Regions from separate parts of the Rattus norvegicus genome. Here region 1 is linked to region 2. Evidence: chromatin contacts called from public Hi-C data. All regions are on one chromosome and are shown on one strand. The core of a region is the stretch at or near the end of the contact, and the rest is flanking DNA. Distances in the headings are between cores, read along the strand shown. Region 1 holds the start of LOC102554306 (a long non-coding RNA gene). Region 2 overlaps LOC103691412 (a long non-coding RNA gene).

Region 1 (7,637 bases), core at 4,044-6,543, 660 kb before region 2:
TCCTTCTGATACTAATTCTTAATTGATAAAATTACAAGTATACATTTTTAGGCTTATATTGTTCCTAGAGTTTACAATTTTTATTCAACTCAATACTAGTTCCCCTTATGTTTGACAAATTCAAGACATAGGATACAATGCAGTCATAGAAGGAATTGTCCGCTCAAGCACTAAAAAAATCCAAATTACATAATAGAGAAGGTATGTAAAACACTGTAAAATATTATATGAAATAAAACGAAACAGACGAAAGACAATATGACAGTGTGCAAAGTAGGAGAGCTAGACGAGGTGCTAGGAAACCCATGTTCTGTTCTTGATCAGCAGAAAGGTGTGGAGGGTAGGCAAGGGCTTGTGGAAGGATGAATTCTTATCTGATTCATGCAGATTAGCTTATTGCTCTGTAGTTTCACCTGCTAAGGATGACAATATCCGGCTCCTATAGATGCGGTATAGATTAAATGAATTAAAGCACGTGAAGTGCTCCCTTTATGCTAAATAGTGTTTGCTCTAGTGTTTTATTTCATCTAATCCCCACCTAAAATGTGTCTAATTTTCACTATACTTCAGTATAAAATAAAGAAAATAATTGTTACATTGACCTGACTAATAAGTTTGTGGTGAGGATTTACAAGAAGTGGAATATGTGTGTGAAAGGGCTTTGATTACTGAGTGTATAATACCCAACTGCCCGGTTTTATTTAAAACTTTTTATAATGAACTCTCTAAGTCAGCAGGTGGCAGATAATTCCTCAGTGCAGCCTTTAAACATCTTGTACCTCGAAGCACCATTTGGAACCCATCCTAACGGCATAAAACTGTCAGCTATAACTTGCTGGAATCCTAGTCAGTGAAAATGTGAGAGAAAGAGTGAAACAGAAGAGGCAGCTCATTGCTTTGAATAATCATTTGACTGAGCTACCTTAGCCAATGAACCTGTAGGCCTTGATGACCACATTTTTTACATGATATTAGAGTCAATACAGGGAATTCAATCTCTTTTAAATGTTATCCACTTGGGATGTCTGTTGACATTTTGCAAAGCAAACCATAAATGTACTTAAACCAATGAGTAAAACATTAAAATTAAAAAGCAGCCTCTCTTTTCTCCAAGTACCGTTTTCAAATGGCACACAGAACTTTACACAAGCTCTGGGCACCTCTACTTGTAATTCCTAGGGGCAGTGGCATTCATCTGAGCATTAAGCAGCCTGGTCAGGTAGTGCTGAGTCAAGTCCATTCTGGAACTCTCCTCACTTGTGAATGCAGCACTGCCTCTGAGATGTCATTATTCCAGTGTGATGATAAAGCACTCATTTATACCGCTTTACAGGAGAGAGAACCAGAGTTTAAAAAGCCAGAGCCACCAATTTATATCAGGCTACTGTAACACCCTTGAACAGAATCTCATTTTAAAAGACTGCCTAGAAGAGAAAATGTTTAATCCTCGATCACAAATTGGTAGGTCCCGAAAAAATGTTTCTGCTCTTTTTTTTAATCTTTTTATTTTTCATTAGGGATCAAGTGTTGGCACTAAGACTTACTATTTCACTTATAGCAAAGCAGATCTCTTAATGGGAGAGCTACCACGAAGTCTCTGGGTGGGTTATGTAGCTTGACTGTGCTTATAAAGACAATTGCGGCATTAAGGACAATAGGAGGTCATTCTAAATTACTGATTTAAATGAAGGGCTGTACATGAACCAGTGTGGGGATATCAGCCCTTTCTCAAAACCATCACTAGCTTGGTTAGGAAACACTGGTTTGGATATGTTATAGTTAACTTAGTCTGGAAGTTGGTAGATGCTGTGACCAATACGTTTGACATGATTAATGAGTAGAATTTGTGACAGCAAAAAAAGTGCTTTTTTAATGGAGGAATCTTAAAACCACAAATAGCAGTGTGTGTATTCTTCTGATCTTTGATAAGGGATGGCATTATGCTACAGGTGGACTTTTTATTCAAGGTAGCCTAGAACCTTAAAGCCAAAATGTGACATTTACCTCTCTTGATTTATAGACTTTGTAGCCTTTACTTAAGAATTTATGCAAAGTCAACTCCCAGTGTTTCTTTTCTAAGTATGTCTATACTTGTACAGTTAGAAGACACAGATGCTATTAAAAACTAAGACAGGGAATAACATTCCAAGGCCCATGGACAACAAATGGATACAATTCTAAATAAAATTGAGGCCTGTTTGACTGATAAACTGTATTACACCAGAGCAGGACCCGTTTGGTGTTAACCACATTTCACAGCCCAGTTTGTCCTCCAGCCCATGCTAAGCACACCCAGAAGGAGAGCAGTTCGTCAGCATTTCTTCTCCATTTCCATGCCATCTGATACACTGTTGCCAAGACAAACGAGCTTATAAGCAGCCAAGAAAAGATGAGAGCTCTTTAAAATAAATCCACATGAAGCTCTTAGCAGGCAGGAATCCATCCCTATCTGACTCTGGAACTCTGAGGCAGACATTTAAATAACCATGGGCAAATTCAGCATCCAATCTATACAGCCCAGCTGTCAGTTTCTCGGGAAACCATGGAGAAATAAGCAAAAGGAAGCCAAACTCTAAAAGTAGACCAGGTATAGAAGTCATGACTATGAATCCATCCAAGAGTTCAGAATGCTGTTGTTGGTGACGCATTTGTCCTATACGGAACCTATGGAAACCATCAGTAGAGTTCAGTTTGAACCTGTGAGGACAAAGGTCGATGTTTCAATAAACGTTTTTGAAACAAGGCATAGTCCAAGACAGGGGAACCATGCTGTTCTCCAACCAGTATTTCTGGTTAATCTTTCTGCTCACCTCTGTACAAAAGCTTGGGAACCTGTGTGGTTTCTTCTACCTGTAGGTTTCAGCATTGCACTGTCTTTAATACTAGCTTATCAACTGAGCATCTGGGCAGAAATATCTGAATATATTTATCACATATAACATTGTAATTATTTACAGGGAATCTACAACATATGGGGAGGGAGAAACCAGTCCCTAAAATTAAGAAAGTACACAAACCTGGAAGGTTGAATTTAATTGACAGAACCCACATAAAGGTTCTGATGGACAAAGTTGATATAAGACTTCTGGTGAGCTAGCTCTCTGGTATATGCACCCCCAATGCTCACGCTCGTGGGTTCATATGAACGCAACAACAATAATGACAATAATAATAAAATTTAAAAAGAAACTGCATTTAGAACTCAAGAAGCTTTTAACTAAGCAGTGGAAAAAACTACTGAAACAGAAGGAGAAGCTGCTGCTACAACCAACCACACAGATGAAGACGAAACTCATTATGTTACATGAAAGGCACCCAATGAGAAAAGCAACACTATGCAGGATTCCATTTCTATGACTTTCGGGAAAGGGCGAAGTATAGGGATGGAGTCAAGGTCAAAGATCTGGGGTCTCAAGGGTAGGAGAAGAAGCTGCCATAAAGACAGCAAAGGAATTGGGGAGCTGTTGTTCCTGCTTCTGCAACTATTCCCTGCCTGTGAATTCATAAAGCTTACAGAATCGAGCACCCCAAAAGAGTGGCTCTCACTGTAGATTGAAATCTTAATTCAAGACTGTAAAAGCTTCTTGTGGGCTACACTTTTCTTTCCCCCATTCAGGAAAATTGTCTTCCGAGTATTCCGATTCCTTCTGCTTATCATATTCAAGATTTTAAATTTAGCATCAGCGCCAGCTTTTCCATAAAGCCTTCCCGTGAGTATGTTTCCTCATATTCTAGTTCTTTAAAAGGAATAAGCATTACTCATAGAGCTCGAATCGTTGTGACTAAAACATGTCCTCTCCTTCCTCCAGTTTCCACACCCCATTCCCCGACACGATGTTATGCTTCCTATCATGCATTTTCTGTGTTTTTGTGGTCTGTTACAGTATTATGTTAATAGACAGTAACATTGTATTAATATCACATTCTCTTGCGATTTGCTTTTTCATCCAACACTGCCTTCAAGATCGTCCATTCACTTTTAATTGCTGCCGCCCTGTATTCCACTATAGGAATGTACCAAGTCGCTGTTTCACTGCAGTCTGAGGGCTCTCGGGGCTGTTTCCGGTTGGGCTGTGAAGCACCACCTACAGATTTTCCTCCTGCTAGCGCCGGAGCAGCTCAAGGGCAGAGACCGCTCTGAGCTGCTGGGGTTTTTTGTTGTTGTTGTTTTTGGTTCTTTGGTTTTTTTTCTCCCTAATTTCCGTGGCACCTGAGAACTGGGAGATACATGAAGCGCTTCGCTTGGAAGATGCTCAGCACACAATACGCCCTGGATTTTAAAAAGCGGGTGGGGGGTCGGTAAATTATCTTAACAAAGTGCAGTTTTAAATTTGCTATGCCCTCCCTTCTCCACCGAGTAAGATTTGAGGGGAAACTGCTGCAATTCCCTTTAGAAAGTCCTCAAGGTATTTCGGGGCTGAAGTAGATCTATAAAACAAGGTCATTCCACAGTTCGGCTTTCTCCTTAGTGGATCTCCAAGCACTCTACAAGCGCTGTTTTCACGGTGACATTTCCCCCTACTTTTAAGTCAGTTCAGCGAGGTATTCAAAACTTGAAAACGTTTAGGGCGTCTCGAAAGGGCTTTGGACGCAGTCTGCATATGCATAATAGCATATTGGCCTTCTCACAGAATTATTATTTTTTCCTTTCCGTGGGCCCCAGGTCATGTTTCCGGAGTTATCGTTTAACTGCCCACCTCAAGCAGGTCCCGCGCCAACGCTCTCCGGGCTAGCCGCACTCCCCACCCTTCCTGCACCTAAGAAGATATAACGCCCTTTGATCTCCTCTCCAGTGCTTTGTGGCTTAAGGAACCTTGATGTGCAAGATAAATACAGACTGTAACTGTGGGCACGCGGAGCCATCTATCATCACCCTGCCTCTGGACGTGACCGGTACTTTGTGTATTTTAGAGAAATTAATCTGCTCTTTAGTGAGAGAAAGCCAAGGGAAGCATGCACCATCTTCCTGCAGACTCAACAGAGCATTTTCAACGTCTCTGGCTCCCCGCACCGCAAGCCACAAACTTGACCTTCGAGCGGATTTCAAAGGCAGAGGTTTCCTCCCTCTCCTTCTCTGACTCCTATGGCGCGCCTGGGCATCCTTGTGGATAGCAGCTGCCTGGACCAGAGCTGGGAACTACACGTCGAGGAGGCTGGGAGATACTAATGGGCGGCGTGGTGGGGGCTGGGGAGCGAGGAAAAGCTGGGCGGGAGGAGAGGGAGAGAGGAGGGAGTGAGAGGAGGGGTGGAGGGGGAGGATGGATCTGTCTGCATATGCATGAAGCACCCAGCACTGCCCTCTTCCCAAGCAGCTGCTGCTCTGTCGGAGGCAGAGGAGGGAGGGGGAAGGGAAGGGAAGGACCAAGATGGGCGGGGCTGCAGAAACTGCCGCTAAACTGGACGCTGGTTTGGAGGGCGAAAGAGGTGATTTGCATGGCGTCCGGTGATTGGCTGAGGTCCGGGGGCTGGGTCTGAGAGGCGGCCCCTGAATGGTTTAAGGAGAAAAATCTCTGAATTCTGATTTCTGAAAGTCGCAGCAGCGGGGTAGATGCAGTATGCGATCTGGACGCCAGGAGGCGCGATGTCCTATCTTTGTTCTGCTTAAAGGGTCCTTTTCCGTCCTCCCTCAGCCGTCCCCGCCCCCACCCCCACACGCAGGCTCACGCAGAAAGTGCAGAGAAACCCTGTGATCCAGTCAACTGGCACTGCCCCGTCTATTAAGAAAGATGAACGCTCCTTTCTCTTCCATCTCCTTCATGGGAGACCACTTTTCATTTCAGATTATCACATCAATAAATATCCTTCGAGGAACAAAAAAGGCATGTTGCCAAAAGATAAAAGAATATATGTGAGATGTGTGGACTGTAGAGAAAAGCACTACACGAAGGCAAAAGAATAGAAGCACGCATGTAAATAACGCACACAATCACATCAAGAACACAAAACACAAGGGCAGATACAGACAGATCACCCGGAGAGAACATGGGCTGCTCCCAAGGTCCTCAGAGTCTACATGCTTCTCACACGCTGAAGCACACACCCGCTGACGAGCCAATGGTCTTTCTGAACACACAAGCACACACAAGCACACACACGCACACGTACAGAATCCACACCTCAGAAAATGCATTCATGCAAATTCACACGCAGAGAAAATATTGCCGAAGAAATACTAGAGCAGAATTAAAATGGTTCATCCCCTCCCCCTCCAAAATATACTCAAGCAGAATGATTCTATTTGCATATTACTAATACACGCAGGGCGCTAAAAGGGGGAAAATGGCTCCATTTGAGGCACACACTAGAGAATACATGTATACAATACACACGCACGCGCGTCTGTGGGCGGGACACACCCACAGCCTGTGTCCTCCGCCCATGGGCACAGGCAGAGGACAGATCAGCAGCAGCGCTCAGTACAATTGTCGGAAAAAGAAACCCACCCTATTCAGCTATGAAACATGTCAGAGAGCCAAGGGTTTCTAAGACCCACACCAATACATTCTTGTTACCAAAGTGAGTTGGATTCAAAGAAATAATTAATGCATCTTAGATAATTGAGTGCTGGAACCTATTCGCTCAAACAATACTTCGAAATGACTTCAGCCTGAATATAGCTTTCTGAAACGCTTCTTTAAAAATCTCTAAGAAATTAGACATTCATTTGCTATGCTTTCCGTTGGTTTGTCTTTTATTATTTTTTTTGAAAGCACGGTAGAGACAGCATTTTTCTCTTTCTCCAAAAGACGGGAACTGATCTAGTTTTGTGAACCCAGGAGCTTCCCAGTTGTTTTCCCAGTAAAAAAAGGTGGCAGGGAAGGTCCTCTGCTTACCCTCCCAGCCAGACAGCACCACAAAAGGCATTATTACACACCCCAAATTGCAAGGGCTGTCTATATATTTACGAATCTGTTCAAATATTTAACCTCTTAACTTGCTAAATACCCCCCTCTTCTTCTTTTCTCCCTTGTGCTCTCTCTCTCCCCCCTGTCTGTCTTCTCTCCAGTCCTTTCTTTTTCTCTTTCTCTTTCTAAAAAGGAAAGGCATAGAAAGCCCCCTTTCTGGAGTTCTTGGCGTTAATGTCACAGTCTCCACCTGACACTGTTTTACTCTCGATTTCATACCCTAACAATTGTGGGAGCTTTTTTGTTTGTTTGCTTTTTGCGGTCCCAAAGACCGAGTTTGAATCACCAGTTACGTGTCTTAAGTAGAAGCATTGGGGCTGCCCCCACCCCGCCCCCTCTGCCAGCTTTTAACAGCTCCTCGGAATGCTTCACCTAAATCCGAAGGAGCTTACTGACACTCTAGAAATCTTCAGATTCCCCACCCTCTCCGTCCCCACACTCTTCATCCGTGATGAGCGATAAGCGCTTCTTTGGTCCACTTCTTTCCTGTCAAGGAATGAGTAGGGGGACAAATACATTGGAAGAGACCTTCCAAAGACAACCTGAAAATTTTGTCAGTGTGTGGTGACCTACCAAGGCCAGGGGCGAGGTGCACATCTATTGCTGGGACCGACTGGGACTGACTGGGACCATCACAGAGAATTTCTGCCTAAACCTTCTTTTATGGGTCAAATAACACATTCTAAGGGGTAAAGCAAAAAACGAAGGTATCTGGTGGTGGGCCTTTATTAC
Region 2 (7,813 bases), core at 3,685-6,184:
GCTTACGCGGCATATTGAACCAAAGACAGGGGACCACAGACATCAGAGAAAGGAACACAATTTTCAATACCTAGAATTTTAGTACCGATTCCAAAGATGAGCTAATACTATCCAATGGAGATTAATACTTAGTAAGCAATGCTTCGGGGAGGATGGTGAGGAAGACTAGTGTAGTTCAAAATTTCCTTTCTGGACCAGAGCAAAAAGGGAGGCCCTGCAATCACCCGACATTCTGCATACAGATATGTGGGTAAGACCATAGGTAACTCAAAGTCCAGGCCTAGCTTGTTCTCTCTCTCTCTCTCTCTCTCTCTCTCTCTCTCTCTCTCTCTCTCTCTCTCTCTCTCTCTCCCCGGAGCTCTCTCCCTCTCTCCCTCCCTCCCTTCCTCCCTTTCTCCTCCATCCTTGTCTTTTGAGATAAGGAATATTAAAACTCTGTGAGCGATTCCTGCGAAGCTAGATTTTGAACCTCTTATTTTTTCTTAATTTTCTAATTCGAAGTACAACCGTGTCTGAATTCCTTAATTTAGGGTTTTATCAATCTGCTCCCGATAGCTCCGATGCCACTCTAGGCTTGTGAAGAGAAAGGAGAGAGCGAGCAGGTGAAGCGGGCTTTCTGTTTTTTCAATTAGGGCGGCCTTTGGGCCCCACCAAATTCGTCTCTCCTGTCTCTCTCCATAGACCGACCACTGGTGCTGTGGTCGCAGCCAAGAGGACTAGACAAGGGTTCTAGAAACAAAATAAGGGAACTGCCACAATCCCAGAGCTGAAAGGCGTCTAGGAAATCACCCGGGCCAGAAAACTGAGTGGTGCTAGGGGCCAACGTCGGGCTCCAGGCTCCTGCCAGCAGGGAAACAGCGACACCTACTGGCCTCTTGAGCACCACGCTTGGGGTCGTCGGAGCGGCCCTGGCCTGGGAGAACCAGAATTCTCTGGACATAGGGGGCTTCAAGAGCTTTATGTTCAAGACTCTCGGGACTTCTATAGCCATTACTGTACAAAGAAAGGAAAAGCTATATAGCTTCAAGATGGCCCTAGGGGGCCTACAGAAGGGACCTGATTGCACAGGCAACACACAAAACCTCTAGTCGAAAATCCTTTCTTCTGGAAGCCTAGGGACCTGCAAATGCTGTTGACCACAGCCTAAGGGAGACCCAGGTGAATGTCGAAATCCTAGTTTGCTTGGGTTTATATTACAGTCCCCTTCACCCTCATATCTTTCCAGCGACAAATGAAGACTGTATCTTTGCAGATGCCTGGCACCGCAGGCCTGCCAATTGCTTAAGTCCTTCTGGATGGCATGTGCACCTTTATTGTACCTCACTTCACCCAGAAATTGACAGCCTTTCTTTCATTAAGAACTATGATATTATTAACTCCCCAAATTAGGGGAAACTTAGAGAGAGGGTGATGTTTTGAGATCTACACACACACACACACACACACACACACACACACACACACACACACACAGCGTGTATAGCAAAGTAGATACGTTAAAGAATATGCACTTTGTGTAATATACGTCTGACTGCAATGTGTGTGTGCTAGACTTTGTCTTATGGGTTTTCCCCATAAAACCAAATGGCCATTTCCTTTAGAAGATGTGGTGGGTGCAGGTGGTCCTGGCAGTGAGTAGAGGAGGGAGGGGACCCAGCATCCCCTCCCACTCTGTGTTTCCTTTTCTTGTACCAGGTTCTGAGGAGGCAGGAGCCTCTGAAACCCTACTATGGTCCAGATACTAACCAGTTCAAATAGTAGGGCAGATGCCTTCCTTGTAGAACACTGGAGCATTTGAACTAGCTGAATTCTTTGAGGTTTCAATTTAAAATATCACTTATTAACAAATCCCAGTTTTTAATACAATAAATGCACCTGTTAATCAAAGGTCGAGACTTCCTATCAAATGCTCTTGTCTGTAGAGTACTGAATGGAACAAGGGTCTAACACATCTAACACACGTGGGGGAGAAGCCTTGGTATAGTCAAGTTATGGTCTTCATTTTGAACAATTGCAAAAGTTTCCCAATTTCATTTTTCTTTAAATAAAACAGGAAGCTCTTAGTTTCCCTAAAAGCAGAAGATTAAAATTTTTCTATGTTCTTTTTTATTTAAAAATGTCTCTCAAACGTTCAAGAAGACTAGCTCATTTTTATAAATGCGGTTTTTGTTCTAATTTTCTCAAAAGTGGATAGGAGCATGTTCGGTGACATATGCATATGCTTGTGTGTCCAGGACTAAAGTAACGCTGCTGATGCTGACTACGACAGAGTCCTATTCTTATGTCATTCCTTCTCAATGAGCCTTATATCTTGCTGTGTATTAAAGTTTCTTCTTGAAAAATGAAAGCCTTCCTAGGAAAGAGGAGGAGAGAAAAATGACTGCACAGGACAATTAGGCTACACTGAGCATACAAACACCAATCAACCAAACCCAGTCCACAGGCTTCTTTAGGTCTTTCAAGCATCTTGGAAATGGCAGTGTTTCTTTTCCTTTCTGTGTGTGGGATTTTAGAATCTATCTTATTTGTGATCCCCAAATCATAGCTAGAATGGATTCTGGTTTCATCGTCTTTGGTATAACTCTAAATATTATTTAGCCCTGATGTGAACAGAAAAGTGGATCGTGTGTGCTTTAAAATGGTGGAATTTCTCTGTGTCAGCATGCCAACTGGTACCAAGAACTCAGCATATTATACCCTGGGCCGTTGAAAGTTGCTTGATTTAGAACAGAAAATTAGGTCAGTATAGTAGTTTATTTCATAAGAAACATGAAAACGTTTGCTATAAAAACATAGATATGAGTGGTTATTGTGACTTGTGTGAAGGGTGGAGACGGAGTCCTGGTGTGTTTTGGTCTCCCTTGATATAGCCCTCCCTTTAGTATAGAATTAAACAAATGAAAACAGACTGAACTCCTAGATTGGGTCTGTGCCCTTTGTCACATGTGTCCATGGTCTAGTGTCTCCAGGAGAGGTTCGCTTATCCCATTCCCTTCGTGTTGAGAACACGAAGGAACGGGTACAAGAGTGGCAATGTTGATCAGAAAACATTATGTGAAAATGAGATGGGTACATTTGAAGTCTGCTTAAATCCATAGTTGGTTGTCTAGGGCGGGAGCCTTGATGTGTGTAAGTTGGCAGTCTGAGGTGAATGAAGCTCTTGGGAAGAGAGGAGGCTTCCTGAATTTTGAGTGGCTTTCCCTTCAGCTCCATGGAACTACAAGAACACCTGTGTGCATCTACTTGAAGGGGTGTGTGTGTGTGTGTGTGTGTGTGTGTGGTGTATGTGTGTGTAAAACATTTGATCAAAAATACATTTGTCAAAATCGGTCTCATTATCTGTTGGAACCAGGTATCACGTCATTAACTGCCCAGGATAACTCAAGAGAGGAAGCAGCATCGTTAGCTCTGATAGCTTCTTTCATTTCTCTGGCCCTTTACAGAACTCCTTTTGAGTAGGGCGAGGCTGAATTTTCTCCTCTTCCTTTCTTGATTCTGGCATACAAAACCATTCTCCCACTTGAGCCATCTGCCGCAGGTGTAATGGATGGCAGGGGGCCCGACCTAACTACACTCCAGTCTCTTCCAGATCCTCACCGCTCGGCACCAAACAAATGAGTCCTGTTCCGCCGCTAGGGTGCCGAGGTGGATGGTGGACGCTGGCTCCAGCCTTTGGAAACACTCGACGCTTAGAAACTAGAACCAGCTGACAAAACAGGCAACACACAGGCGCCCCCCATCCCCGCTCCCCAATCTACACACAAATGGAAGATACGTACATAACATTTAAAAGCCCTTTTGATTCGCTCTTAATTCTTGCTAACTTCGAGCTGTCTTACTGATTACTTATAACCCCCCCCATACCCCACCCAGTGTGTTTGCGTGTACGGGGCACGCATGAATGTGCGTGTGTATTAAAAAAAACCGCTTATTGGTAGGTCAGCAACAGCTGATCAGTCATGGAGATCCAATAATCTTTTTGATTACATACGAATTTTCGTTAAAGTCATTCTTTATAAAAGGAAAAATAACACTATTCTGTACAATCTAGGGATCCTAGGTTAGGATCGAGGGGATGGTAGAACCAAAGAGCGCCCACCTTGCCAAACTTTCCCTTTTAAAGATCTGAGAGAAGAATACTTTCTCACTTCCTGAGGCCAAAGCGTCCCTTGAGCCAGGGTATGTAAGGAGGGGAGCTGCAGATAGTTAGGGAGAGGGCTTTAGAAGTTACAGCCGTCGCTGATTCCCTATGCAGGTTGGGAAGCAGCCCTGTGCGGCAGCCTGTGTTAGGAACTACAAGGAGGGCGAATGACACCCATGTGTTCCGGGACCCTTGTATTGTGGCCCTTCGCGACCTTCAGTCGATCCCAGTTTTAACCGCTGTTTGACTACCACCAGACTCTCAGATTTGGGCGGGGTCTGGACCCTTCCAAGTGGGAGCTCCTCCGGCCCCCAGAGTACTCACCTTTGGCGAGGCCTTGGCAAATCACCGCCCAGAAGCATCAAGTTTCCACTTCCCAGATGTACCAGATCCAGATTCCCTCCTGTCTTCCAGTCACCGCAGGCCTCTCTCTCTCTCTCTCTCTCTCTCTCTCTCTCTCTCTCTCTCTCTCTCTCTCTCTCTCTCTCTCTCCCCTTTCGGAGGCAAAACAGCTTGGTTATTCAGAAGAGGGGGAGGGGAAGGGAGAAAAGAAAAGAAGGGAGAGAGGGGGAGTGGAGGGTGAGGAGGAGAAGAACCAGAAGATAGTGCGGGCGTTGGTAGAAAAGGAGGAGGAAGAGGTGGAGGGATGGGAGGGTAGGGTGGAGTAACAGAAGATGGGGTGGGATGTGACCGCCAGGAATAAATTGCTCCCCACCCAGCTGCAGTGCGACGCCCCCAGCGTCTCTGGGGAGCTGGTGCGTCAGCTCCGGACTGGCCTAGGCGGGGCGGTACAAAAGCTAGAGCCGTAGGACCCCCTGCGAGGGCTTCCACCCAGTCCATCCAGCCCTCGAGGCCGCTTCCCCAGACAGCCTCCGTGCACGGGCAAGGTGGCTATCCACCGCCTTCACGCCACCGGGAACTTTTACTTCACCACCGGAGCCTAGCCATTCTGTTTGGTGTCAGAGTAGTGCGGAAGCCCGCAGGGCATCCTCACCCTCTCACCCTGGCGCTCTACCGCCCTAGCCAGAGCGGCTGCGGTCCGTTGAGTCGTGTTCCACCTCCAGCCCCCCTTCCCAAATGCCTGGGTTAAGCCGGATCCCCGACTCTCTGCTTTTCACCGGGCATCCCTGCCTCTTCTAAGCACCTTCCTCTTTTTTTGCTTTCTCTCTCTCTCTCTCTCTCTCTCTCTCTCTCTCTCTCTCTCTCTCTCTCTCTCTCTCTCTCCCCCCCCGTGTGTGTGTGTGTGTGTGTGTGTGTGCGTGTGTGTGTGTGTGTGTATGTGTATGTTTGTGCTCACGCATGAGCGCAGCGCGTGTGTGTATTTACGCGCGCAGCGCACGTTCTGGGCAAGAAAGAAGGTAAAATCCAGCACAAAAGTAGCTTTGGTCTCCAGTTTCTTGGAGATACGAGCAAGTTAAACGTATCGAGTATTTGACATAACATTTCGAAGTAAAAAGAAAAAAGACACAGGAGCTCCCCGGATCATTTAAACTAAGGTTTTACACTGCAAGGGTCATTTATTATTGTTAAGTAAGACGAAAATAAGCTGAAAATAAAAAGCGATCAGTAGTGCAGAAAGCAGGACATTTTGGCACCCGTCCGAAGCTGGGAGCGTTTGGATTTTCTTCAGTAGGAACTACCAGGATGGATAAAGGTGGAAGCCACAGATCCACACAAAACCGCTTCAGTACGTGATGGGATTAAAAATAGGACCTTGCTTTCCCCGACACAGACAACCCATTAGTTCTCTGTTAAACGCACTAAACCAGCCCCGTACAATGATTTCATGGACGCCTTTAATGCACAGACACGGGGGTACCACGGAGGGTGCACGCGATCGGTTTGAAAAATTGTGACGCATTCATAAAGAGAAAAAGTTTAAACATCGATATCTAAACACACGAGTGCGTTTTCCCAGACAACCATCCCTAAATACAGTGAGCTCCCCATCTTCACTTCCTTGCTGATCTCTAGATCCGACCTTGTACAGTAGGCCGCTAGGTTCCACATAACTCTACGTACATTCATCTGAATGGCACATCATAAAATGTCAGAGTGGGGGAGGGAACCCTTAAGGGGCGTGGAGAAGAAGCCTTTTATTAGCAATTATATTCTCCCAAAGCTGTTTAATTTCAATAATAGCAATGGTGTCGCGGTAACCATCTCGTTTCTGCCATTACAGTGAGACTACCAAATGGATCGCAACACTAAGGGGTTTTCACACTTAGTTGACAGACTACTGTTGTACTTTATGCACCTATGCTAGGGCAGGAAGAACTTCCTGGACATTATTTTGTTCAGCATCTGGTATAAGGACTCACTTGCCTCCAAACTTTATTTCAGAATAACAAGGATGTGGCTAATTTATGCCTACCATGGACTTAAAGTAAAATGGAAAACGAAGTTGTTCTTTGAAAAATTATGTTAATCGAAGGCAAATAAAAATATTTCCCTTGAGCAGAATGAGCTGACTAGGAACTCTATAAAGCGGAGGTCATATTTCACCGCTCTGACTGGGATTTCCAAGATTCTCTTGGAGAGCAGCAATAGGAAAACAAACGAAGAGCAAAGAGCCCAGCCTGTGCCCTTGCATCTCGGTGCCAAGAACAAACATCCCAGCCACAGCGGTGCCCCCCAGATGCTTCATAATGCTGCACTGATATGGATCCGGTGTCTGTGGATAAAAGTTCTGCATCCCACAGCATCTCCTAAACATTGTGAAGTGAGTGTTTGTATAAGAACAACATTCAGACTACAGTACAATGACAGGCCAGAGAGAGCCTTTATTGTGTGTCATTTAACAGTTGAGCAATAATTAACCACCCTTGCTTGTTGAATACTAATTGTAGATGTTTGGCTGTCTTTGTTTGAAATTATGAGACACTCACACAGGAGGTAAAAGGGTGTGACAATCACAGGTTTAGATTGCAGATGTTTAAGACATAGAGAAAGCCCACAGGTGCCTGCGGCTGGGTTTAAGAAAGTCCCCACAGCTTGCAAAACCTCTCCTTATACCTGAGATAGACAACTTCATAAATTGCACTCCAGTTCTTCTACTCAACTGGTATACATTGTCAGAGTTGCTTGTGCACACTCCCAAAATGGGCCAGACAGCTTACAGTAGACACCAGATAGCGGCTGACATCTCACACAACCCGCCTGTTGGCAAGCTGCAGAACTGTTTGGGAGGAAGTCAGTAAAGCCCCAAGGTGTGTCTGGCAGTCTGCTGCTGGCGCTGGGAGCATGGCTTCCATGAGAGACTTGGAAATGTGGCCTGATTCTGTGAGGAAGAGGGGGAAGAAGAGGAAAAGGCTTTCTCTCTCCAAATCCTGTCACTGACCAGACAGTTTTTATGTTAGACTGTTCTCCCCTGTCGCTACAGAATATTCCACTGGCCTAAAAGACCTACAGTTGAGGTTCATGTAGAGAGTCAAGCTTGCCCCCAAGTAGAGATAGCTATGGAGTGCTGCTGCATTCTTCTCACTGATAGCTCCTGTAAAAAACAATGGCTTTCGCCACAGCCAGGAAAGTCAGAACATTCACTACCAAGCAACACTGATTATGGCATAGTAATGGCGCCAGTTGAACCTTTACCACCACAAGAAACGCTTTTCCTGCCAATCTCTCAGAGACTTGTAAGAAAAGTAGTTTGCAAGTAGTCACTGCTGATAG

Evidence for each region. A called contact is a pair of places that touch in the nucleus more often than the background predicts.
Region 1: a Hi-C map of prefrontal cortex shows a contact between it and region 2, with 9 times the contacts expected there. The contact joins two enhancer-like sites. A contact is called at or near these places in 10 of 12 Hi-C or Micro-C datasets (the A7r5 cell line, the Rat2 cell line, Schwann cells and 6 more).

The regions. Positions count from the first base shown.
Region 1 is chr2:16,572,312-16,579,948 of GRCr8, reverse strand. LOC102554306 (a long non-coding RNA gene) reads left to right here and starts at 51. Exons shown (of 4, transcript XR_590807.4): 1 at 51-4,893. Within about 2 kb of position 5,293, at least 71 of the 93 cell types and tissues checked have an H3K27ac peak or open chromatin away from gene starts, as enhancers often do. A contact at or near this core is called in prefrontal cortex, where this site is marked.
Region 2 is chr2:15,912,797-15,920,609 of GRCr8, reverse strand. All of the region lies in intron 1 of LOC103691412 (a long non-coding RNA gene), which reads left to right. It also overlaps a transcript of Mir9-2hg not described here. Among named protein-coding and RNA genes, the nearest start is that of Mir9-2hg, 5.3 kb to the left of the region's middle. Within about 2 kb of position 4,934, at least 53 of the 93 cell types and tissues checked have an H3K27ac peak or open chromatin away from gene starts, as enhancers often do. A contact at or near this core is called in prefrontal cortex, where this site is marked.